Linked DNA regions of Mus musculus: region 2 is linked to region 1. Evidence: chromatin contacts called from public Hi-C data. All regions are on one chromosome and are shown on one strand. The core of a region is the stretch at or near the end of the contact, and the rest is flanking DNA. Distances in the headings are between cores, read along the strand shown.

Region 1 (7,626 bases), core at 1,026-3,525:
ATGTGCCTACTACGAGTCTCAGCATGGCTATCACTCATGTACCATGTTCCCATAAATTTCAGGAGCTTCCTAAGGGGGTGGGAGTCAAGCTCTTCCTAGAATAGAACCATTACCTTTCCAAAAAAAAAAAAAAAAAGTTGAATTTGGGCAGCTCAGCAGTGCCTGTTGGAACCTGCAAACCCGGTTGGCACTGGGCAGGGAGATGCCCTGAGGAAAGGGCATTTGGTAAAGTCAGGCCAGGGGTCCTGCTCTGCCTGCTCCCTGCCTTGGGTGCTAGCAGCTTCCAGGAGCTGATGACAATGCAGCCAGGCAGTGTGGTCTTGCCTGGCTCTCCACCTTCACTTCAGGCAGAGCAGGCTCAACGGAGTTCACTGAACCAGCCCTCAGCCATAGCAACAAAGAACACCATGCTGTCTTCAGAAAACCTTCAACTTCACCTTGTGCTCCTCTCACCCCTGGACTGAGGGCTCTTCTTAGGCTCTTCTTAGCGTCAGCTTTAACAAATTTCAACCCCCAAGTATCAGGAAAGCACACTTTGACCCCCTTACTCAGCTAACCCTCCAGCCCCAACCTTGTATTAACTGGTCTCCAGTCCACCTCAGTGAGTGTTTGACTTCATCTCCTGAGGCAGTCAAGAAACCTGCCCAATAAATAGCAGTGTAAAAGCTTAGAACTTAGCGGTAGCTAAGACTGCTCAGTGTGAGGGGAAAGTGGAGCTTTACTGCAAACTCCCTCTAATGCAGTTTAGAGAATAAGGAGGACATGAAGGGGGGGCAACAAAGAGGAGAATGGAGAGCCCCAAACTTTCAAAAAAAAAAAAGATCAATAGAGTCCTTCTCTCCTTTGTGTGAGGTGCTTGGTGCTAAAACGACTTCTGGTGAACTTCAGTCTCTATAGATTCCTTTAGAGTTAGTAGCAACCCAAAGTTAACAGTTTTCAAAATTGATCGCCACTTTTGTGGGACTTCTCCCACATTCTGCTTCTTCCTGACTGCGTGGGAAAGGTGATAGTAGGCAGATCCTGCCAGCCAGTCGATGAAGGTTCAGTAAAGGGGTAGTGGCTTGTTGCCCACCGGCAGAGTGTGGTCCTCCAAGGGGGGAAGGAGAGCAGAGCTCTGATACTGCTGGGCAGGAGCTGGGCTCTCTCCCCGCTGCCTGGCCAGGGGAATCATTGTTCAGCCACTGGGGTCACTCTTGGTCCCTTCTATTGCAACCCAAGAACAAGTATCACCACAGTGTGGGGACCCATTGACACAAACAAGCAGGACCCAGTCCCCACCTTCTCCCTAAGGTTAGTAGTAGCCTGAGGGAGAGGCAGGCTAAAGCTTGCTTTTCCTTTTCTTATTCCAAAGGAGTTAATTATCCAGGCTTTGGACATGAGCCCACAATTCAGGCTCCTCTTCCCACCTCAACCTGACACCCTGTTCAGCATACTTGCCCTTCGGGTTTCAGCCCCTTATTACAGTTAGAAATAAGGCATGTGCGCACACATGTAGGTTCAGTGTAGCAGAGATCTCGAGGGGAAAGACAATGACTAACGGTGGGCTACATTATCCCCTGGACACGGAGTGTGAAACCTACTGGTTAACTGCCTCTCTGAGGGTTCTGACGATCAGCCAGACACCCCTTCTTGCGGATCACAGCACACAGGAAGACAGTCCTTTCTCAGCGCTCTGCACGTGGTTCCGGGATCCTGGCTAGCAAGTTTCCAAGCCCCATCTCCAGAGGTAGTGTGCTCAGAAAAGAGGCAAATGAGTAACTACAACTGTGCACCAAGCACCGTTAAAAAAAAGTGCCTCCAACTAACCTCAGCTAACAGTGCATCCCAAACGATCCCAAAGCTAGCATCCTTTCTTGAAAATGTGCTAGGCACACAGCAACTTCCTTACTCGCTCAGTAGTGATTTTACTTTATCTTGCAAGAGCCTGGCAGAAATCCTCTCTCTGCCCAGGCATGGCTCAGTGCACAGGACTCTTTTTTTTTTTTTTTTTTTTTTTTTTTTTTTTTTTAAGTAAGCAGAAACTTTACCGTTGAGTGGGGCTGAGCTGGAAGGCTGCTTCTTAAGGATCACCAACAGGAGGACGACAGTCGCGCGCAGGCTGCGGTGAGGCATCTTTGTCCTGGCGACTCAAAGCTGCCACTCACTCGGAGCTGTGGGGCGCTCGGAGCTGGCAGCGGCGCACCAGCACAGTGTGCACTTAGCCTGGGACCAAGACGTGCACGTTGGTTGTGTAGACTCGTGGCTGCCTGTAGGCTGCTTTTTAATGCCGCGACTCAACCCTAAACATGATGTCATCAGGCAGGAGGGCGGGGCAGAAAGCCCAGCCTACCGGAGGGCAGGAGCCCCAGGTCCGAGGTGAGTTGAGGTCCTGACTTAAGTGGTCCTCAGTGGCCCACTGCGGCGGTCCTCTGGGCCACAGGTTACTTGGGGGAGCCAGTTCTCACAGGGAGGTATGGAAAGTCAGGGACCCGTGCAGCACTCACTTCCCTAGATGTGACTGTGGTCTGTCACTGCCCTTACTTGAAAGCCCCAGCATAGAATGCTGTTTGGGCCAAAGCCTCATTCAGGGTCTGAATGTTTCTGCCTGGTCTTAGCCAAGTAGCTGTGAATTACACATCACATCCAGATTAAGCTCTTCTCAACGAAACCACAAAGAGACTGCGAATCGGAAACTAAGATAAAGGGATTCACAGAAATGAGTCGCTTTTCTTGGCGATTAGCATTTCCCTTAGGAGGAGGAGGCATGTAGACAAGGCTTACTCCTTGTGCAAATTCACAGGATCAGCCCATCTTCGGTAGGCAGCAGGTGGAGAAGGTGCCCTCTCTGAAGTAGTGGTGAAAGAAAAGGACTTGCTTTATTACCGAGTGTCTACAAGCATCAGAGACCAGGCTAGGGGTTATGTGGACCAGTGGCCAGGCTGTTTCCAATGCTGGTTTATCACCTGTTGCTACTCCTGCCCACTATTCTCCAATCTCCGCTTGCTTTGCAATATGCACACTTACACTCTAGACAGGAGCCCGTTGTTCTGATCACGTTTGTGTCTAGCCCGCCCATGCGGAGCTGAATCTTCCTGGCCTCCTGCTCTGCTGTTCCCCACCCTTACCTCCTATATCGTCTGTTTGTTATTCCCGCCCGAGATGGTCTCTGCTTCCCTGGCTCCTCCATATCTCTCTACCACCTCAGGTGTGGGGCTCAGTTTCCTGCTCCTACTAACCCTGGTCTCCTGCTGCCTACACATACGGAATAGTACATAACCCCATGTTTGTAACCTGGCCCGCCATGCCCTCTTCTCTGGGCCAAGTCAACCAGCCCAGCCCTCCCCCATCCCCCATCTGTTCTGGCACTCAACCTACAACTCAGGTTGGCCTTGGTGACCAAAGAGGCCATTTGTTCACCTACAACTTGGAGAGACTGAGCAGCCGAGAACCACCAGGAAGCAGGTGTCGCCTGCATTTCAAGGGGTGTTATTGTTCTGTCCCTAACAGCTCAACTATTGTATGGGTAATAAAGGGCTTGAAATCTCTTCAAGGAAGTTGTTACAATGACAATTTTGTCACAATCATTTCCAGACCACAATAAGCTTAAGGGTGACCTTTTCTCAGAGATGAATAGCCTTGAATGAGCTCTGGAGTGGCTTAGGCAGTCTTGTTAAAGGCTGAGGTGGACTGGGGAGCAGAAGGCCCAGAGAGACCCCTGAATGTTCTGAGATGCAGATTCTGGGCCCAGAGAGTGAAGCCTTGACTAGTTCAAGGCCAACTGGATCATACCTGCCACCGGCCTGTGTCACTCCCACGACAGGTGTTTTTCAGTATGTCGGAAAGTACTCAGTTCAACTTCTCAAATGTTCACTTTAAACGGATCCCCAAAGATGCAGGGAAAAAAGAAGGATATGGTGGATTTAGTCAAATAGTAAGAATAGATCATAAACTAGGAGCCACAGAGGGAAAGCTTGTGACATTCATCGTATGTCTAGCAGATAGCTGGCTAATTGGTAAAGAATGGTTAACAGAAGGGAATCAAGAATATAAGCTGAAACTCGGTGTGGTGGGTTACACCTGAAGTCCCAGCACACGGGAAGCTGAGGCAGGGGGATCTCTGAGCTGCAAAGTGAAGCCCTGTGTCAACAAGAAAGGGGCAGAATAATCTGGGAGGAGATAATAAAGAGGTGGCTCGGAGTGTGAAGCTGCTTGCTGGGAAAACCTAGTCAGCCGAGTTGATCCTTAGACTCCACAGTGGGATGTAAGGAAGGAGAGAACTGACTCTTTCAAGTTGTTCTCTAACCTCACCATGTATGCCAAAGCATGCTTGCCTCTTAGCCCCACATGGATGAGGAGGAGGAAGGAGGAGGAGAAAGAAGAAGAAGAAGAAGAAGAAGAAGAAGAAGAAGAAGAAGAAGAAGAAGAAGAAGAAGAAGAAGAAGAGGAGGAGGAGGAGGAGGAGGAGGAGGAGGAGGAGGAGGAAGAGGAAGAGGAAGAGGAAGAGGAAGAGGAAGAAGGTTTTTAAAAAGAAAGGGCCAAGTGTAGTGGCACATGCCTTTAATTCTAGCATTCATGAAGCAGAGGAAGGTGGACCTCTGTGAATTTAGGACTAGCCTGGTCTACATAGTGAGCTCCAAGTTAGCCAAAGCTATATGCTGAGACCCTGTTTAGAAAGAAAGAAAAAAAGAGAGAAAGAAAGAAAGAAAGAAAGAAAGAAAGAAAGAGAGGAAGGAAGAAAAGAGAGAAAGAAAGAAAGAAAGAAAGAAAGAAAGAAAGAAAAGAAAGAGAAAGAGAGAAAGAGAGGAGAGAAAAGAGAGAGAGAGAAAAGAGAGAGAAACTGGCAGAAAGAATTGCCTTGAGTAGTTAGAGTGAATCTGAGATGAAAGAATACTTTTAAAGCATCAGAAATAGGAGCAGCAAATTTAAATGGGTAGAATGACCAGACCTCACCAGCCAGTCAGGCTGAGCAATGCACCCCTCACCAGTCTACAATCCCAACTCTGCGTATCTTTTCTCTGTTTTCTGAAACTTACTGTAGCTTTACAAGTGAGGGCCAGCTTTGACATCTTCAGACAGGGCTGTTGGCCAGCTAAAGAACAGCCCCACTACTCATCGACTTGGGGTGGAGCTTCTATGCACAAAACGTGGCACCTAGCCACCAAACGGATCCAGGGAACAGTGCTTGGTTAGAATGTTGTAACTAAACAGACTGAGAGGCCAGACTAGAGAGGGAAAGTGCCAAGGACAGTGTCTGTCTAGAGGTCTGGACCGAGGCATCTATGGCCCCACTTCATGCCAATGTAAGACAGGTAAGCCCTGCCCCTGGGGCTCCTGACAGAACCCATATACGGCTCTAAGGAGGGACAAGCCAGTGAAAAAGTTTTGCTCACTCACGCATTCATTCATTGGAAATATTTTTGTCCATTCATTCATCTTCTTTTGTTTTGTTTTGTTTTGTTTTTCGAGACAGGGTTTCTCTGTGTATCCCTGGCTGTCCAGGACCTCACTCTGTAGACCAGGCTGGCCTCGAACTCAGAAATTCACCTGTCTCTGCCTCCCAAGTGCTGGGATTAAAGGCATGTGCCACCACTGCCTGGCTCATTCATTCATCTTCTATGTGCCACGAACTGTGTTAGGTAAGTGTGGTTGTGTTCTTGGAGGACACACAAGCATGACATGGGATTATAATTGGAGTGGTACAGTGGAAGGTAGGCGTGTGACCCAGAAGGCCTCGTTCTGCCCTGGGTGCTGACAGAAGACATCATTAGTGTGAAATCAGATCCCAAGACATCAGAAACTTTTGGAAATAACAGCAACTGCCAGGATCCTCTTTGCCAAGGCAGCTGTCGTTGGGCCTTCGCCTGTTCCATAAGCCTTTCCGGTGGAATCGCTAGATGTTGAGGACAGTGTATGGAGGAGTCAGAGAGGAGGATGTGCACATATGCGTGCAGGTGCCGAAGGAAGTCAGACAAGTGTGATAGAGGCCCCGGAATTGGAACTGCCTGTGTGGGGGCTGGGGGCGTCCTCCTTGAGAGCAGCAGATGATTTTAACCACTTTCCAGCCCCAAGAATTTCATTTCCTGAGGTAGAGATGAACTCCATAAGGAGTGGCACTTAGTTGGGGAATTCTCCTTTGTATGGAGCCGAAGAAAGGGCTGTGTGGAGGGAAACTAACATCGATTGATTGTCTGCTGTTTGCGTGACAGTGTGTGGCTCTTTGTTCTTAAAATCACCGGTGGGGTAGGTAGCATTAGGTTTTGGGAATCTGAGGCTTGAAGATCAATCCTTTCTTAACACAGATTCACAAGACTATATTCTTGATCCAGATAATTCTATCTCAAGACCAAGGCAGGCTTTTCTATGTCTATCCCACCAATGCTTCAAATGGAGTTGTTTTAGTTTCGGATTCCTCAGAGATGTGATTTTTCTGATTTTCTAGATGGTGTAGTTCTGTATTTTCTGATAAGAGGCAAGGTGTGTCCATCCCAACGATCTATTCTCAGTAGAGGACGAGGTTGTGCCTCCCTCGCCAAGCCCCATAGGCAGAGATGTAGACGGAGTGCCCCTCGATGAACACAGCGTTGGATGGAATGCGATAGAGGGAACTTGAGACCTCAGGGCTCTGACTCCACAGTTCTCCAGCGAAGGGGGAGAACATGAGCTCTCTGCACAGCTACTTGTTCTGTTAATGAGCTGTGCTTCAACCAGAAAAGAAGGTGGGGAGGAAGACAAAGGAGAGGGATGGGGCAGGAAGAAAGAAGAAGGAAAAAAGACTAAGCTGGCTCTCACTGGGCAGACTTCTATGTCCAAACTTGTGCAGGCTCATTGATGGGGATGTGAAAACGCAGCGAGTTTTACAGCTTTCTTCATGCCATGCAGCGAGGGCATGGATTCATAACCTCTGTGTGAACTGCAGCTCTACTCTGCTCAGTTTCAGGCAGGATCAGTAAGAGGACAGTGTGACCCGGAGGAAACAGTGCCAAACTCCTGGCTCTGCCAGGAACCAGCCCTAGAACCTTCACAAGCCTCTCACCCTGTGTATGCCTCTGTTTTCTGACCTCTTAGTTGGAACAAGAATGTCTAACCCCCTACAGGTTTGGGCCCATATGTGTGAAAGTGCTTTGGAAAAAAAATCAAATAAATCTGTGTGTGTGTGTGTCTGTCTCTGTCTCTGTCTCTGTCTCTGTCTCTGTCTCTGTCTCTCTCTCTCTCTCTCTCTCTCTCTCTCATCGCTCCTGAGCCAGCTTGGAATAAAAGGAAGTTTGGAGAATCTCAGCCTTAATTTTCTAATGAAAATGAAAACTGTATTCGTGGATTCCTGGATTCCAGTGTGGAAACTCTCAGCCCATCACTGCCTCCAGTTACCATGGTGAGGCTGGCTCAGTTACTTGGCCGTGGAATTCTTCAGCTGCTACGCTCCTGTTGAACGTGCAATGATGTATGTTAATCAGTCTTTACAAAATACTGCATAATTAATTTAAAAACCATGAAAGTTCACAATTCTACACACAAGATAATTTATCATTTTAAGAGGATGAGCCTTACCTCTTTCCAGGTATCTAGGAAATCATGGTTAGCTGACATGAAGCCGGCTTGGGAGATAGAATTTAACCATTATAGCTTGGATTTCTTGCAGCCACGTCTCCC
Region 2 (6,996 bases), core at 3,891-6,390, 35 kb before region 1:
CTGGAGAGAGGACTTGAGGGAACCCTCTGAATCAGCCCATCAGGGGCTTGGCAGAAAGTATTTGAAAATGAAGGGAAAGCCAGAGAAGTACTTATCCATTATTCTGAGGGTCTCACTAGGTACTGTTGTCGGGCTGGGCTGGGTGCTTCTCCACCATCAAGGTTCCTGATGACCCCAGAATGCCCCCCAAGTGAAAGCTGAAGAGAAGGGGGGCTCCTCAGCTCCCCACCAAGACCACATTCTTTTTATGACCCTGAATTGGAACCCAACTCTTAAAGCAGTTGGGGGGTGGGTGGGCTGATTTTATGGCCAAATCAAAAAAAAGACAGAGGGAAGAGGTCCTCTGGTGATCTGGCTGCTGGCTCCCTGACATTTCACACACACACACACACACACACACACACACACACACACACACACCGTGAATATGATGCACTCTGTTTCCATGGCAGCTCCTGGGTTGGCTATTGCTGCTTCCCCACACATTTCACCTCTGATTCAGCTCATCTCCTCTCCTGTCCACCCACCGGCTGCCATTTATCGAGGTTTTGCAGCACAGAGGCTCATAGTAAGGAGCAGATGTTTGACAGTGAGGGCTGGCTAGGATGACTCCGGTGGGTGATTACTATGCAGCACCGTCCACCTCCTCTACACTTTTCTTCTTTTTCATGCTTTCAGGTTGTGGGGAAGCAGGATGAGCAGTGACTCAGCTCAGAAGTTGGGTGATCCTGAGAACTTCTAACCTTGCCTTCCAACACAAGCAGCTTAGAGATGGTAGCTAATGACGTGGCTCCCCAGCTCCCACAGCTAGATTGTGAGCTTAAAGTCAGTGAGCCTCCTATCACTGCCACCCCACGGCCCATGAGTTAGCCTGCTATGATCTTTATTCTGTCCCACCAAAGGAGCCAGGCTCTCTCCTACAAGGACAGTAAATGCCATCCAGCCACTGAGGGGTATATTAGCAAACACAGTCTTGCAGCTCTCTTTAAAGAACTGTGGGAAGTGTGCTCATTTTCCTAGCTCGGTTTAGCTCCTCTTAAAGCTTAGTCTGTAATTTCTACAGCATTTCAGTAGCAAGGCTAATCTGGAGAGGTTCTGAGGAGCTGCTAATGGAACTCTGAGGAAATCAAGTCTTTGATTAGATCAGCTTCTGGCAGGGAACAAGACACCATACAAATTCTGGCTTGTTACCTGCTCCTGGGAAATCTGCACAGGGTTTCGGAAAACTGTCCAGAGCACGGTAGGGTAGCAAGGAGGTGTAGTCAGGGACCCTTCATAGCGGTAATACTCGCCAGGGCTCTCGGGCAGAAGTTCTTCAATGTTGAAGCCTGGGATGAGCACTTGTTGGCCTGGAGAGACACACTGGGTGTGAGGGTGTCAGCTTAAGTCATGCTAGGAGAGGCATAGGTAGGCACAGCAACTGAGCTTAAACATTTAGAGTCAGAGCGAAGAATGTGCTTTTTTCTGGGCCACCTGACTCAGTGTCACAACATTGCCCAGCAACATGGCTGGAATCAATGTGGTGAACACAGACAGCACCTACCCCGTTATGCTCTTATTCTTAAGCTGACACCAGTGCGACCACATTCTGTGTAACAGTGAGTGAATAAGTAGCCAAGCAGCCCTCACCTTTATACTTAACATGTTGAAGATGGCTGAAGATCTTGTCATATGATGGATTGGCGGAGCCTATCTGCAACAGAGATCAGGCAGGTTGAGCTGGGACAAAATAAGATTTGCTCAGCCCGAGTTGACAGTTGTCGTCAGATGGCCTGACTGGATGGCCTTCCCTGGGGATCTGCTTTACAAAGAAAATTCTGACCCATCACCAGATTGTTGAAAGTTAGTATAGTGTTCTTGACCTTTTGCATCAAATGATAGCTAGGCTTGAGTGTCCCGGTATATTAGGTGTGTTCCCAGTAATCTGATGTGAGCCTGGTAGACTACAACCAGTCCATCTAACCTGAAACGTCGAAGCACTTTGAGTTAACAAAAGCCAAGCCAAATAAATAAGCATATTGGGAACTGGAAACATGTTGCCTCTTGGGGGAAAACAAAGCAAGTCGATTAGAAGTCATTCCTTTCTTAACACCCCTCCCACCCCACCACATTTTTGAGATCAAAATGTTTATATGTAGCCCATGCCGACCCCAAACTCTCAGTAGTCCTGCCTGGACCTCTGACCTGCTGGGATTACAGGCATGCCAGGTTCAACTCTTATTTCCCTGAGATTAAATCATTCATTCCAGAATGGAGTTTGGATGCTAGGTGTTGTATCTGTGATGGATTCATCTGATGGTGCAGCATAGATCCCTATACCGCACAGGCCCTCCCCAGCCAGGTGGTCCCATACCACGCACCAGGGCTAGAGACGGGGGCTCATATTTTAATGTCACAAAAGACGTATCTTCTTCAGCTACCTAGACAGAGGAAAAGCTTCCTCTGAGAAAAGAGAGAAGAAGCCTTATGAGGGCCACACCCTGCTCTGGAGGCAATGCAGGGCCAGCCAGGAGCAGCTCACTCCAGACTGCTGTGCACAGAACACATGCCTAGTCCTGATACCCTCTCTGCTACAGACTTGAGGTAAGAAGCCCTTTAAACACATCATACCTCAATAAGAACAGCAAGGACAGCGAGGCCTTCGGACTTGTCACTGGCGGTGCTGAAGTCAGGGTACAGGTCTGAGTTATAATGGACAATGTGCAGCTGCAATAGGAGAGAAGGTACCCATGAGGGAACAATCAACTCACAGGAACCGTTTGTTTCTGCACAAGACTTGAACCAACCAGAAAGATGGGCATCTGTCCCTCCTCTCCCCCAAAGAACTGATCCCCTACCTTTACCATCCCCCCCACCAGGTTTCTCTTTTCCCCCAGTCCTCTCTACCTGCAAACCAGGGCACATCCTATCTTATTCACTGGACCCCTCTTGTCTGATAAGGCACCTGGAAAGTAGCAGAGGAACAGTAGGCATGAATGAGTGGGTGGGTGAGTGGGTGGATTTTTATATCACTGTGAAAACGCTCGGGTACTTTGGAACTCTTCTCCCTTCAGTGTTTTTTTGTTTTTTGGGTTTTTTTTTTTTTTGGTTGTTGTTGTTTGTTTTGTTTTGTTTTTGTTTGTTTGTTTGTTTGTTTGTTTGTTTTTTTGAGCCTGGGCCAAGTGGTCTCCTATAATTTGTTATCTCTGTAGTTGATCTGGAAGCAGTAGGGGTGGGGAAGAAAACTAGCTGCCAGCTACAACTTAATCATAATTGAAATACACAAAACACTGGTGTTCATCCCTCAGGCGGACAAAAATCATAGCATGGTTTTTACCAGCTTAGGTTGGTTTGTTTGCTTGCTTGTTTTTTGAGACAGTGTTTCCCTGTGTAGCTTTGACTGTCCTGGAACTCACTTTGTAGACCAGGCTAGCCTCCAACTTGAAGAGATCTGCCTGTCTTGGACTCCAGAGTGCTGGGATTAAAGGGATTCGCCACCATTGCCCGGCCTTATCAGTCAGATTTTAAGACTTTTTTTAAAAAAATCTTCTCCAAATAAAATTCTGAACATTGATCAGAAACTAATTATTAAGATAAAGAGAAGTTTTTGAGAAGTCTTAGATTTAGAAAACCTAAGCACATATTATGACCATTGTTATTATAAATTCTGGTGATGTTTAAAGCTGACTTTTAATCCTAAAGATAGTATCACCTAGCCTTCAGAAGATTTTGTAGTAGATAACTCTAAATACAAACGTGCATTTTTATTCCATGTTGCGGAAATTACTGCCTATAGAGATTTGATCTGGATTTCTTTTTCTTCCAGTCACTCATCATCTCCCTCTTTAAAGGAAATTCAGCATTAGGTCTATTTTCAATGTTATTATGTGGCCTTTGCTGTTTTCCATTTCACTTTATTTTATGTGTATGGATGTTTTGCCAACAAGCCTATCTTCCTGTGTACCATGTGCGCGCCTGGTTACAGTGGAAATCAGAAGAGGATGCTGGTTGGAGCTACAGATGGTTGTGAACTGCCAGGTGAGGGCTGGGAAGTGAACCAGGGTCGTTTTGAGGGTGGTGGGCAGAATCTTACCATCTAGCTTAAGCTGGCCATGGGTTTGAAACTGTCCTGCCTCGGCCTCTTGAGAGCTAGGATTACAGAATACAGTACCATGCCTGGCTTTCATGTTATTTCTTCTAAGTGACCTTGTGATAAGGCTTCCTCAGGGGCTCTGGCTTCACTAGCTTTCCATATAAAGGATGGCCTACCACACAACTCACACCATCTTGGAATGGTTTGGAGAACAGAGTAGATGTCTATTTGTCTAAATTAACCAAGATCCTTATTGCTTGACGTTTGACCCTATGGTCTGCGTCTGCTTTTAATGTATTCGGACAAAATAAAAAATAGGTAAAAATTAATCCAGGACTGGGAGTTCCCTGGTAAGGGGCTTCAGAAAGACTCTTCTGTAATCCCCAGCCCTTAACCACTACTTCAAAGAGATTCCATACACAGAATCTGACAGTTAGGACCACCCTGATGCTTTGTCTTGAGTATTAGCAACCATGACCATCAGCCTTGGTCTGATGATTAGCTTAAGAGCAGAGAATGTAACAATTAGTAATATATATAGGCCAATGGGGGCTACATAGTAAGATTATGTCTCAAACGTGGGCGTGGGTGTGTGTGTGTGAGAGAGAGAGAGAGACAGAGACAGAGACAGAGACAGAGACAGAGACAGAGAGAGCATGCATGCGACTGTGGTGTCTGGGGAGGCCAGAAGAAGGCATCAGACCCCCTGGAGTTAGAGCTACAGGCAGCTATGAGCTCCCCACATGGATTCTGGGAATCAAGCTCGGGTTGTCTGTAAGAGCAGTACGCTCTCTTAATTGCTGAGCCGTCTCTCCGGCACCCTGGAAATATTTTTAAATGCACAAACTCTCCAAGCCGACATCGTAGCTGCCACTTTGTTCTCCTAGGGAGAAGCAGAAGCCTCAACATTGCAATTAACTTGCAAGAAATTGCAGTTCTTGAGCTCCAAGGAAGGAAGGGTCTACTCCGAAATGTGTGCGCCTCCAGTCACACCATTCCACCGGGGCAGAATCACAGCCCCTCCACACTCGTAAGAGACCTATAATTAGCTTGAGACGTTAAGCAGTTCAGCAGTTGGGAACGGAGGAGAGAATAGTTGTATCATTACTTACCACGGGATCTGCCGGCTGAGCAGCAGCGTTCATCTCCTCCTATTTATTTCCCTGTATGCGCTCAGAGCCACATCCCCAACTCACACCTCGGGGTGGAAGAACTCAGGACCCCTCACCATCCCACCCCATCACCTGCCTGTGGTACAGCAAGAACATTCTGCCTCTCTTCTCATTCTCTTTCAGCATTTTAGGTTAGAATCTCAAGGCGGCATGACACAGTGCTGCACCCACATCCCAAACCATTTTCAGAGAATCTCTAATCATCACAATGCCCTCCACCTCTTAATCTATGGGAAACTGCAAGAGTGGGTCTGGGTCCGTGTCCTTGTGTTCCTAAGTCCAGTGATGTGGGAAAGGCATTTGTAAGCAAGCGTGATGTGTGAAGACTGAGAAGCAAAGAGAAGCAGATACGATTAAGCAATGAGCTGCAGCAGCCAGGCAAGCTGTGAGGTCTTCATCTGCACAAGGGAAGGGGATGTCTAGATGCACCCCACCATGTCATCTGCAAGGCCAGCCTTCCCAACAGCATCATACAGTAAAAGAAACAGGCAAACTCAGCGTGGTCCAGCAGAGGAGCGGACAAGGACCTGGATAAGGGCAGGGGAGTGAGACCGTCCTGTTCTGTAGACAGAAGAGTGGAGACAAAGACTATGAAGGCTACTCTATCCCAGTGGCTGTGGAAGGGGGACCCAGTGCCAGGTCCTCTCTACCATACTGGCCATTCACTCACCTCGGCAGCAAAGTGCTTCCCACTCACGGTGTGTTCAGAGCCATGGGGGTCATTGCGGTTCCCCCAGTGCAAGTGCAGCTGCTCTGCTCTGTAGTGGTGAGGCTGGAGACCCTGGATGTACATGTCTGAGTTCAGATTCAGTCTCACTGTGAGGAACGGAGAAACAACCTTCAGGGCCCTGGCCAGATGAACCCTGCTAGAAAGCAGGCCTGCAGGCAGCCACTGCACAGGCACAGGTGGCTGCAGGACCACGGAGCAGACCTGAGCAATGATGCTTGCAGATGTGGCACCTGCCCTCTTTCCCTAGTGTAACTGTAGTGGCACCAACACCTTCATGGGTCTCCCTGCAAAGCACCAACTCTAAGCCAATGATGGATGTTTCTTTACTAATCAGTATATCGGGCTCCTGTCTGATACTAGAACCTTCAGTGAAGAACTTTTCCAATTGGAGAATTGCAATAATTGCTATTTAAGAAGCACTACTATACAAGAGACTCTGATATACCCAATCTGTAGTATATCAATAGGTCCCTCTTCCAAATGACAACTCAAGGTAGTTAAAATTCTTACCCAGTCTGATGACTCATTAGTATCTGTGATGACTAATCTTGATTGTCAATTTAATTACATCTGGAATCAACTAAAATGTAAGCGATTGAGCACTCTTGTGAGGATATGATTCCTGGCTAGATTGTTAGATTAGAAAGACTTCTTCCTAAACCTGGTGTGTGTGTGTGTGTGTGTGTGTGTGTGTGTGTGTGTGTGTGTGTGTGTGTGTTTAGCCAAATTGCTGGTGCCTTGAATAGTTTGTGATAACCCAGAATTCACCCTGGAAGCTTAGCCAATCTGCTCCCTCTCCCTCCCACAAGAGATGTAGTTTTGAGATGTGCTACCCACAAAGAATCACTGGAGCCAGGGCTTCCAACAACTCCCCTGCCTCCCTCCCCCCTACAGTAGATAGTAGGTCAGGCATGTCTTACACCCTCTTCCTAGCCCCTTCTCCTGGGTGCTTCAGAGGAGCTCCTCCTAGCCAGATGTCCAGGGAGTCAAAGGAGTCTCAGACCTGTCTTACCTGAATGGCC

What was found. A called contact is a pair of places that touch in the nucleus more often than the background predicts.
Region 2: a contact with region 1 is called in a Hi-C map of cerebral cortex, with 1.7 times the contacts expected there. The contact joins the enhancer-like site here to the promoter of Car12 in region 1. A contact is called at or near these places in 4 of 39 promoter capture datasets (the C10 cell line, HPC-7-derived erythroid cells, epiblast stem cells and 1 more), 1 of 15 datasets of contacts at CTCF or cohesin (CD8 T cells), 12 of 484 Hi-C or Micro-C datasets (LSK cells, bone marrow-derived DN3 thymocytes, bone marrow-derived macrophages and 9 more), 6 of 115 datasets of contacts at active chromatin or transcription factors (CD8 T cells, the SCID.adh cell line, embryonic fibroblasts and 3 more) and 4 of 9 other capture datasets (adipose tissue, embryonic stem cells, liver and 1 more).

Annotation. Positions count from the first base shown.
Region 1 is chr9:66,708,335-66,715,960 of GRCm38.p6, reverse strand. It overlaps Car12 (carbonic anhydrase 12), which reads right to left and starts at 2,275. Exons shown (of 11, transcript NM_178396.5): 1 at 2,028-2,275. The coding sequence starts at 2,112.
Region 2 is chr9:66,746,640-66,753,635 of GRCm38.p6, reverse strand. Car12 (carbonic anhydrase 12) reads right to left here. Exons shown (of 11, transcript NM_178396.5): 3 at 6,987-6,996; 4 at 5,915-6,060; 5 at 2,611-2,706; 6 at 1,630-1,693; 7 at 1,192-1,349. Among named protein-coding and RNA genes, the nearest start is that of Car12, 36 kb to the right of the region's middle. Within about 2 kb of position 5,140, at least 13 of the 459 cell types and tissues checked have an H3K27ac peak or open chromatin away from gene starts, as enhancers often do. A contact at or near this core is called in cerebral cortex and forebrain, where this site is marked.